Regions from separate parts of the Zea mays genome. Here region 2 is linked to region 1. A link is a contact called in public Hi-C data. All regions are on one chromosome and are shown on one strand. Each heading gives the region's core, a stretch centred on a gene start, on an enhancer-like site or on the middle of the called end of the contact. The rest is flanking DNA. Distances are from core to core; before and after follow the strand shown. Region 1 holds the start of LOC100191839. Region 2 has its middle 9.8 kb from the start of LOC111589338.

Evidence for each region. A called contact is a pair of places that touch in the nucleus more often than the background predicts.
Region 2: a Hi-C map of leaf shows a contact between it and region 1, with 5 times the contacts expected there. The contact joins the enhancer-like site here to the promoter of LOC100191839 in region 1. A contact is called at or near these places in 4 of 25 Hi-C or Micro-C datasets (ear, endosperm, leaf and 1 more).

The regions. Positions count from the first base shown.
Region 1 is chr5:79,344,088-79,348,491 of Zm-B73-REFERENCE-NAM-5.0, reverse strand. It overlaps LOC100191839, which reads right to left and starts at 2,517. Exons shown (of 4, transcript NM_001158370.2): 1 at 1,958-2,517. The coding sequence starts at 2,248. It overlaps LOC103626596 (probable methyltransferase-like protein 15), which reads right to left. Exons shown (of 5, transcript NM_001301525.2): 5 at 4,343-4,404.
Region 2 is chr5:79,539,109-79,543,532 of Zm-B73-REFERENCE-NAM-5.0, reverse strand. No RefSeq gene overlaps it. Among protein-coding and RNA genes, the nearest start is that of LOC111589338, 9.8 kb to the right of the region's middle. Within about 2 kb of position 2,967, at least 20 of the 20 cell types and tissues checked have an H3K27ac peak or open chromatin away from gene starts, as enhancers often do. A contact at or near this core is called in ear, endosperm, leaf and 1 more, where this site is marked.

The DNA.
Region 1 (4,404 bases), core at 1,268-3,767:
TCACAGCACTAGTTCTACACTTAATACTACCAGGATGCAAAACCAGTTCATGCGGAAGTAAATCACGTGTCATGCTAATGTTTGGGACACAAAACGTAGGGTTCCAATCTATGTCTATATACCTAATATTAAAGAGGCAAAATTTCACCCCGCCCATTTTTTTTTCGTCCACCTTCCCCTAACTACCCGACAGTGAAGTGTTTCCTTCATATATGACGCTGACGCCGACTTATGATGCATATACTCATATTAGTTAGGACTCCATCTAGCGCTGATGAATACGAAGTCCGGTTCTAATACATATTGGCCCATGCCCTATGTATCTTGTATGTGAACTAGACTCATGACCCTTCCGTTTATACGAGTTAGAACAACCGACATCTAGCGACGATATTCCTACACTTATGGTGTTCCGTTGCGACGCATGGGCACGTTTGCTAGTAACAAAATAGTACTCCCTCCGTTCTTTTTTATTCGTCGCGTTTAAGTTCAAAAACAAACCAGCTGGCGCCAAATATTCGAGAAGGGAGGTAGTACAATGTACTATAGGGTTAGGGTTAGTGCACCTTCTTTAGCCAAAATAAAGTCAACCCAACGTGTGGGCAAACCTTGTTATAAAAAAAAGTGTGTTGCAGACCTCAAAAAACCATGTATGTAGTACACATTAAGTTAAATAGACCTTCAAAAGTCTAATCTCATATTCATCTATGATGAAGTGCTACCCTAAAACCAGCTTCAATTTACAACTCCATGTACTCTAGGGAAAAAAATCAAAGCCACCAAATTGATCCACTTCCTCGACTTGATCATCTCTTCAGTTTTTATTCAACTTTGTACTATGAACATATGATTAGTACCACTGCTTGCTAATTTTGACTCTCGACATCTAGGGCATTGTTGTAGTGCCAGCTCTGCTTGATCTTATCCTTAGCTATATTTAAGTCTGTGTACTACATACATGACTTTTTGATGTTTTTTTTTAAAAAAAACTGGCACATGATAAATTCGGATGTCCCGTGTCCTCTAAAAATCTCTAAACAAGTAACGCAAATAGTCAGCACCAAGTATTGATCATTAATATTCCTTTTAAACTCAAACGATCAGTTGATTAGAGTAATGTTTTTTTAGATTAGTGTTCTGCTCATCTTGTGCAAAGAAACAGCAGATATTCAAAAGTATCTAACCACCGCATATCTCTAGACGCCAGACTGATCAAAGAACATGATGGGAAATCAAAACCACCACCCTACAAGACGAAGCCTCGCTAACAAGTTCCAGATGGCCCTCCACATCCAGAAGAAAAGGCCCTGTGTTTCTGTAGACAGAGTGACAGCAGATAGGTGCAAATGGCGAGTACTGGCAATTTCTTTCAAATGTTTCCTTTCCAATCGAGTTACTCTGGTGCAGTGAGGATCGATAAGAACAGTTTTTTTTCTAAGCATTTCCGCTTGCTGATCTTGTATCATCGCACATGCATATCAAGCATTTTCTAATGCATATCTTGCTGACTTTTTTTTTTGTGGTAGCTTCACAATCGGCTTCCTGCACTTCATACAGTAAAGATATATATAGGTGAATAAAGTGTTTTGCCTCCACCGCTACCTGGGTCGTCCTCCATTTACAGTTTCCCACTGCAGCACTAGACAGCAAGCCAGCAAGGTATTCCCCTCCTTCTGCTTGCTTGCATAGAGGCACAAAAAAAAACGCATAACAAATCGAGCAGCAATATACGATGCGCGGGACACGGCACGAACGGGGCACCGGATTCGATGCTTAGAATCGCGCAGCTTGATACGCGGCAGGCAAGATCTGGATCGCGCCTGGCTGTGGCAGCAGCAGGTTGACTCTACTACGGACGAGCTAGGAAGGAGTCGACCGCGGTTGCCGTTGATCGAGCAAAGGTGCGAGGGAGAGGAGGGCGGGGAGGGGAGGGGAGCAAGCTGAGCGCAGTAGTAACCTGGAGGGACTGGAGCTCCTGGTCGAGGCGGGCGATGGCGGCGGAGAGGCGATGCTTGCCGACGTAGCCGACGTTCCTGGCGAGCGGCGGCGGCGGGCGCGGCTGCTGCTGCTGCTGCGGGCCGGAGTACGGCCTCTGGGCCTGGTGCCGCCGCTGCTGCGGCGGGCCCTGGCCCCGGTGGCGGCCCTCGTCGTCGCCCTCCTCTTCCTCCGCCTCCTCGCCGTCGTTGTCCGCCTCGTGGTCGTCGCCCCGCTGCCGGCGGTCCTCCACTCCGTTGGCTTGCCCCCTCATCCCGCCGTCCTCCGGGAGCGGGTTGTGGTCGGCAACGGCAAGTGGACGGACGGAACGGAAGGAACGATGGGTGGGTGGGTGGATCTGCGTGCGAGTAGCTGGGTATAGTAGAGAGAGGCGGGAGTGGCCGAGTGGGTTCTGTCGTGCCGTGCAGTGCTGCCCGTTTTACTGGGAGTCAATCAACTAACCCAGCCAAGCAGCCAGGGAAGGGAAAGGGAGGCTGGGAGCAGCGCGCGGTGCGACGGTGATGGCGACGCCGACGGCGCGCGGGTGGGTGGGTGAGTGGGTCAATGGCTGGCTGGTGCCTGGTACCAGATAGATACAGAGAAAGAGATGGATAGGAGCGGCCGAGCGGGAAGGGATGGGGGCCCGTTTGACCGGTCAACGTTGCGCGGCAGCAGCGGTCGGTCAGTCAATTTGTCGGAAAAAATTTGTTGCAGCCCGGCTGCAAACGATGATGTTTGCAGCCCCTCACAAAAAGGAAGATAGAGCCCACCTGCAGGTCCACCAGGTAACGTTTTAGTTGTCTTATTAACCTGCAGGTGGGCCCTATCTTCTTTTCTATGAGGGACTGCAAACATCCTGGTTTGCAGCCCGGCTGCAGCAAATTTTTTTCCCAATTCGGAAAAAATTTGTTGCAGCCCGGCTGCAAACGATGATGTTTGCAGCCCCTCACAAAAAGGAAGATAGAGCCCACCTGCAGGTCCACCAGGTAACGTTTTAGTTGTCTTATTAACCTGCAGGTGGGCCCTATCTTCTTTTCTATGAGGGACTGCAAACATCCTGGTTTGCAGCCCGGCTGCAGCAAATTTTTTTCCCAATTTGTCACCGAGTGCAGCGGCAGGCCCGCAGCGGCCCCAGCAGGCAGCAGGCAACAGTCTGTCGTTTTTTACCCGAGCCACCTGGTCGTAGTAGATACCCTCGTTTCATACGAAACAAAAAATAAATAAAAAAATTGTAAGGGCCTCTGCTCTTAATTCATGTGGTTTAGTGGGATTGAAAGAGTTTAAATCTTAAATAAGTTAAAATATTTTTATAATATTTTTTCTAATCTCTTCTAAGGGGGTGTTTGGTTTGCCCCTGCTAAAATTTAGCCATTATCACATCGAATATTTGAACCTTCGTTGGGGGTATTAGATGTAGTCGGATTATAAAACTAATTTCTCAGCCGAAGATTAAAAAGTGAGACGAATCTAGTACAGTTGGTTGGGTCTATATTTCATACTCCTATTTGAAAGTCAAACGCTTGATGTGACCCGGGCTAAACTTTAGTCCACAGAACCAAACACCCCCTAATCCACATAGCCTAGAAAAGCAAAAAAAACAAGCCTAAGGCCTACTAGGTAACAACAAATGCTGGTGACAATTGAATACTACATGACACTTACATGGACTGCCCTGCCACAGCTACTACAGCTGTTCGAATTGCTGCAGGTACAATATATAGAAACAAAATACTATATAAGCCGCAGTCAAATTAAAACTACAGCAAGTCGCAGAAGCGAACAATATATTTCGGGGTCAGATAAACACCCTTGGGTTTGGTTTGGTTATATGAATACTATTGGGTACGTCGTAACAATCGAGTGCTGCCACTATTTGAAAGCCAAGGGCAAAACAATCTTTTTGAGAGAGAGAAAATACTTCAAGAAAATCAGAAAAAATTAGAAAAAAATTAGAAACACAATGAACTGTTTCTCTTCAAGCTCTCTGCATCTTGCGCCACTGGAAAATGAATTTCAGCTAACACGATTAGTCTACCACTGGAAACATTTGTCACAACAGACATGATTAGTCTACTGTAGGAAACATTGTCACAACCAGGATCACATATTTTAATTAGAGGACGAATATTGCAAAAAAAAAAAAGCACCGACATATTTCAAATTTCCGAATGATGCGCAAAGGCTATAACATTCTACCAAACAGAACATCACCCTGTACCTGTACTTCCCGCCGGGTCCCACTGCCCAGCTGTTGCGGCGGTATACATGTTGATGGCCTTACATTACAATACACAGCAGCAGAAGGGTACAGCTAGATGGATGATCAGATCAGTAGCTCATTGGACAGGTACAGCTAGATGGATGATGTACCAGGAGTGAAGGAGGGCTCGAAAACCCTAAGGGGGTGTTTGGGAACAAAGTTTTTCTGCA
Region 2 (4,424 bases), core at 1,718-4,217, 190 kb before region 1:
TCGCTCGCCTGGCCTGGCCTGGCCGGGCCGGGGCGGGGCGAAGGGCGCGGGCGCACGACATGCGCGTGAATGGTCCGCCGAAATCCGGCCCCTCGCCTTGCGGGGGCGCGGCTACCTTTTGCCGTTTGATTTTTTGGTTTCTTGGCTGTTACGCTTATCCTAACCGATCGCTACAAAATCTCAACTGATTGCGAGATTTTCGTGGGTGGATAAGCACGGGGGTCGCGGACTCGGCCCTATAAAAGGAGCCCGGCAGCCAGCCTCCAAATTATCCCCAGATCCCAGTTCGCTTTCGCCTCTCTTCATAGCTGAGCCGCCTTTTAGTTCCCTTCGTCCCGACCGCAGAGGTGCATCTGCGATCAGGAGAGCAGGTCTCCGGAACCCTTCGTCTTCTAGATCCTGCACCGGGAGCGGGCGAATAAGGTTTTTGGGAAGCGTCTTCACGCGACTGCTCGTGATCTGCTGATCTCGTCGACCCTGCTGATTTCGCTACTTCGACATCGTCGACCCTGCTGATTCCGGCGCGTGCCATCGATCAGTAAGTCTAATCAGTACGCATCATTTGATTTGGCTTGTTATTTCAGTTCTTCTGATTTGCTCATGATTTATATTCGGAATTTAGATTGGAATTTGTCTAATTATTCAACAGAGGGTGCGGTCTGGATTGATTTTGCTCATGGGAGCAGCAGGGCTCCTTGCGCACAAAGATACGGTCTCACAGAACAAATCCACCGTGATCACGCACTGGACTGGATCATGGCGTCGCCGTCCACCAGGTGACGCTGCGGGCGCGTCACGCTGACGGCTCCCGTACGTACGTGAGGCCGTGACGCCGACCACCAGCAAGCGTTGTGCCTTACTACTACCGCAATGCAGTGCGACGGTGGCTGTACGGCGGGCCCACTTACCAGAGGCCCGGCGCCGACCTGTTCGAAAAGGCTATAGGATGATGAACATGAACTGATGATGGTGTCGGCGCCGGCGTGCCGAGGCACTCGTCCTCGATCGGCCTCATGCAATGTAGGAGTAGCGCTACTTTCGCGCCGGCTTGGTGTCACCAGACCGACTATTAAGGATGGTGGGAACACAGAAATAGAAGAGGAAGCAAGAAACCTGCCAGCCAGCGTTGGGCCGGCGTGTGCATGCCAAAGCCCAATGGGCGTTATCCTGCTAGTGTGTGGTCCAAGTAGAGAAGCTGTATAAATACTTGGTCCTGGGAAGTCTGTGGGTATGGAAGAACAGAACTATTCATTCTCTATAGCTAATCTTCCTTCTATTGCGGACCTAGGATTTTTATATAGAATGTGCCACAACAAAAAATTTATGTAGATTTATATCTAATATATATATAATTTATAGTAAATTTGGTAAACAAGATATAAAGTTTGGCATTCAACAATTAAGCATTAAAAGTTGCATACATTAAACATAAAGATTGCAATAATACTACTTATCTGGCCTGCGCTTTCTCAACGCCATAAAATTCTCAATTTTATCTTCTTCATTCACTTCAAAGAAAATATCCCTCTCGATGTATATAACAAGACAATCATCCAAAAGACTATCACACATCTTGTTTCTCAATTTAGTCTTCACTAAACTCATTGCAGAAAATGCCCTTTCAATACTTGCTGTCGCCACCAGCAAAAGCAATATCAATTAAATTGCAGAGAATGTGCATATGGTTGAAATGGACCTCTAAGAATATATGCTCTTCGAATTGCATCGTGATCATTAGCATGGTAACTTGCAATAGGTTGTCTTTCACCTGGATCATGTGGAAGACGGTTGACATCATAAATTGTTAGCGGTAGCGATGCAGATGGTATTGGATTCACAATTTCTTCACTTTTTATCCTCTCTTTCTCTTGTTCTTGAGGTGTCGACGCTTGAGTAACATTCGGAGATAATGAAGAAGCAATAAACTTCTGTTTCTTTACACCATGATTGCGAAAAAGAGAGACAATATCTCTCTGCTTCTTCATATTTTAGTCACTACAAAAACAATTGTAGTGAACCAACAATCAATAAGACAAAAATCAACAACAATATATATATATATATATATTGCGTATTTGTGTTAGACAAAATTCAACAAAAAATATATATGTATATTAGTACATTACCTGACTGAAGCACAACACAGACGCGCAGCCGTATGGCACGTCAGCACTACGGCAGGCGCCCAGGCCGCAGCCAACATGCAAGAGGCAATCAGCCACACTACGGCCAACAGGAAAGGCAACTACGCAAGAGGCAAGACTACAATGCAACTCTGCAGGACAGCAAGAGGCACTACGGCCGGACGCCGGACGGAGGCAGGCTGGCAGGGGCCGAGGGCAGGGCACCGGCTATCGGCTGACCGGCGTTGGCGCCCCGCACGTCCAGGCGCAGGCGCGCAGCGCAGATCGCAGATTCCGAGTTTCGCAGCAACCGTCAGCCGCCGGTGGAAGCTAAACCGCCTGAACGATCACGCTGTTGAAATAGGAACGTGATGCCTAGAGACGTTAATGGAGAATTTTCCATCAGGATTAACTCCTCAGACCCGTATCTATGAATATAGACCCGCCGCCATTCCCGAACCCGACCTCGGGTATGAAAATCCTCTCATACTCATCCCCGACCGGGTACTAAATACCCATAGGTATCCATACCCGACCCAATTATTCAAAATTTCAGAATTTCATTATGGACATTGGACACAATTCAATATTTACTCTAGCATGTATATTTTGTAGTTTCATCAACATACTCAAAACAAATATTGTCTTCTAGTAGCCACCTGTCCATACATCATAAATATAATCAAACAGTAAACAGAAATCAAAAATATCTCTGCGTCTGGGGCTCCGGGCGAGCGGCGGTCCAGGCCGGCGGCTCACGCACGCGGACACACGGTGCTTGCCTGCTTGAGCGATTGAGATTTGAGGGCAAGCGGCTGGGGGCTGGCCCGCTGGGACGCATAGTTTAGTTTTTTTTTACTTTGTTGGCTTGTTCTTACGGGGCTGCTTCTTTCTTATGGGTGGGGGCTGCTTCTTTCCTACGGGCCCATAGTTGGTATTCGTCGGCAGCCCACAAAGGCCACAGCCCACAAGTAAATGCTCGCTAGAAGCCTGGAATCCTATACGCTAGATTGTTCCGAGTATTTCTCCCCATAGGTAATCGGGTTTGGGTTTAACCCTTCCAAACCCAAACCCGTCATACCTAACAGGTAAGGAATTTATTCTAAATTTATACCTATAAGATTTATTTTAACACATACCTTAATCTTAATAGAGGAATTCTCCACGGGTAATCGGGTTTCGGGGCTCCATTGATATCTCTAGTGATGCCGGGATGGCCGGATAGGTTCTGGACCCCCTTGAGTCCGCCCATAATCTACCTACTATATTCTTCTAGACAAATTGTACTGAGTTGTGAGGACTCTCACAATTGGTATCAGGCAGGCTTCCTGGCACCGCGACTTCGTAGCGCGACGATGGCCTCCACCTCGGAGGCCAACATCACTGGAGCGCTGGAGGCCCAGGCAAAGACGATGGCCGCGCGGTCCAAGCTTCTGCAACAGATTAGTGATCGACTCGACGCCCAGGATCGTCACCGGGAAGCGTTGGAGAGGACGGTGCCGGCCAACTCCCATTCTATCAGCGCCTTACCGACGAAGGTAGACAACGTCGACGCAGCGACCGTTCGCGCGGACATGTCCAGGACGCTGCAGGCGCAGCTCGACGTGCACGTCGCCGAGTTGGCGGCGACCACATGGGAGCGCATCGACGCCGTTGAATCCACTTCCACGCTCTCCACCCGTGTGGCAGCGCTGGAAACATCAACCGCAACGTTCGAGATGTGGAGGCCTTCCGTCGAGCACTCTGTGGGGCGTGCTCTCTTCTGCCGTGGAAGCACTGCGCGCGATCGGACGTGTCGCGCCTGTCGCATACAAGGAATCGTGAGACGCAGTACTTCTACCGTCCAGGCATTCTAGGCTCGTACGGTTCGACGGTGGGGCGCCCTCCTGCTACCACGACGAACGTCCACGGCCTTCTGGGGCACCACGATTGCTCTTATCACCGGGAGGGACGCTCGGGGTATGCATTCGCCCAGTCATCACTCCCGCGCAATGGTATGCATACTGCTCCAGGTGCCTTTTCTCATGTTCCACCCATTTGGCATGATTCCATGACTGGCTGACTAGCAGGAGATCATTCATCCAGATGTCTGGGCAACCTGCCCAAGTTTCCTTTTTCAGGATTCGATGGGCCGGGGAGAACCCCAAATTATGGCAGAAACGTTGTGAAGATTATTTCACAATGTATTCTGTCGATCCCGCTGTTTGGATCAAGGTTGCAACTATGCAGTTCACCGGTCCTTCAGCGCAGGGCCGTTCCTGACTTTTCAGGTGCCCAGTGCGAAATTCGATATAGAGGGTC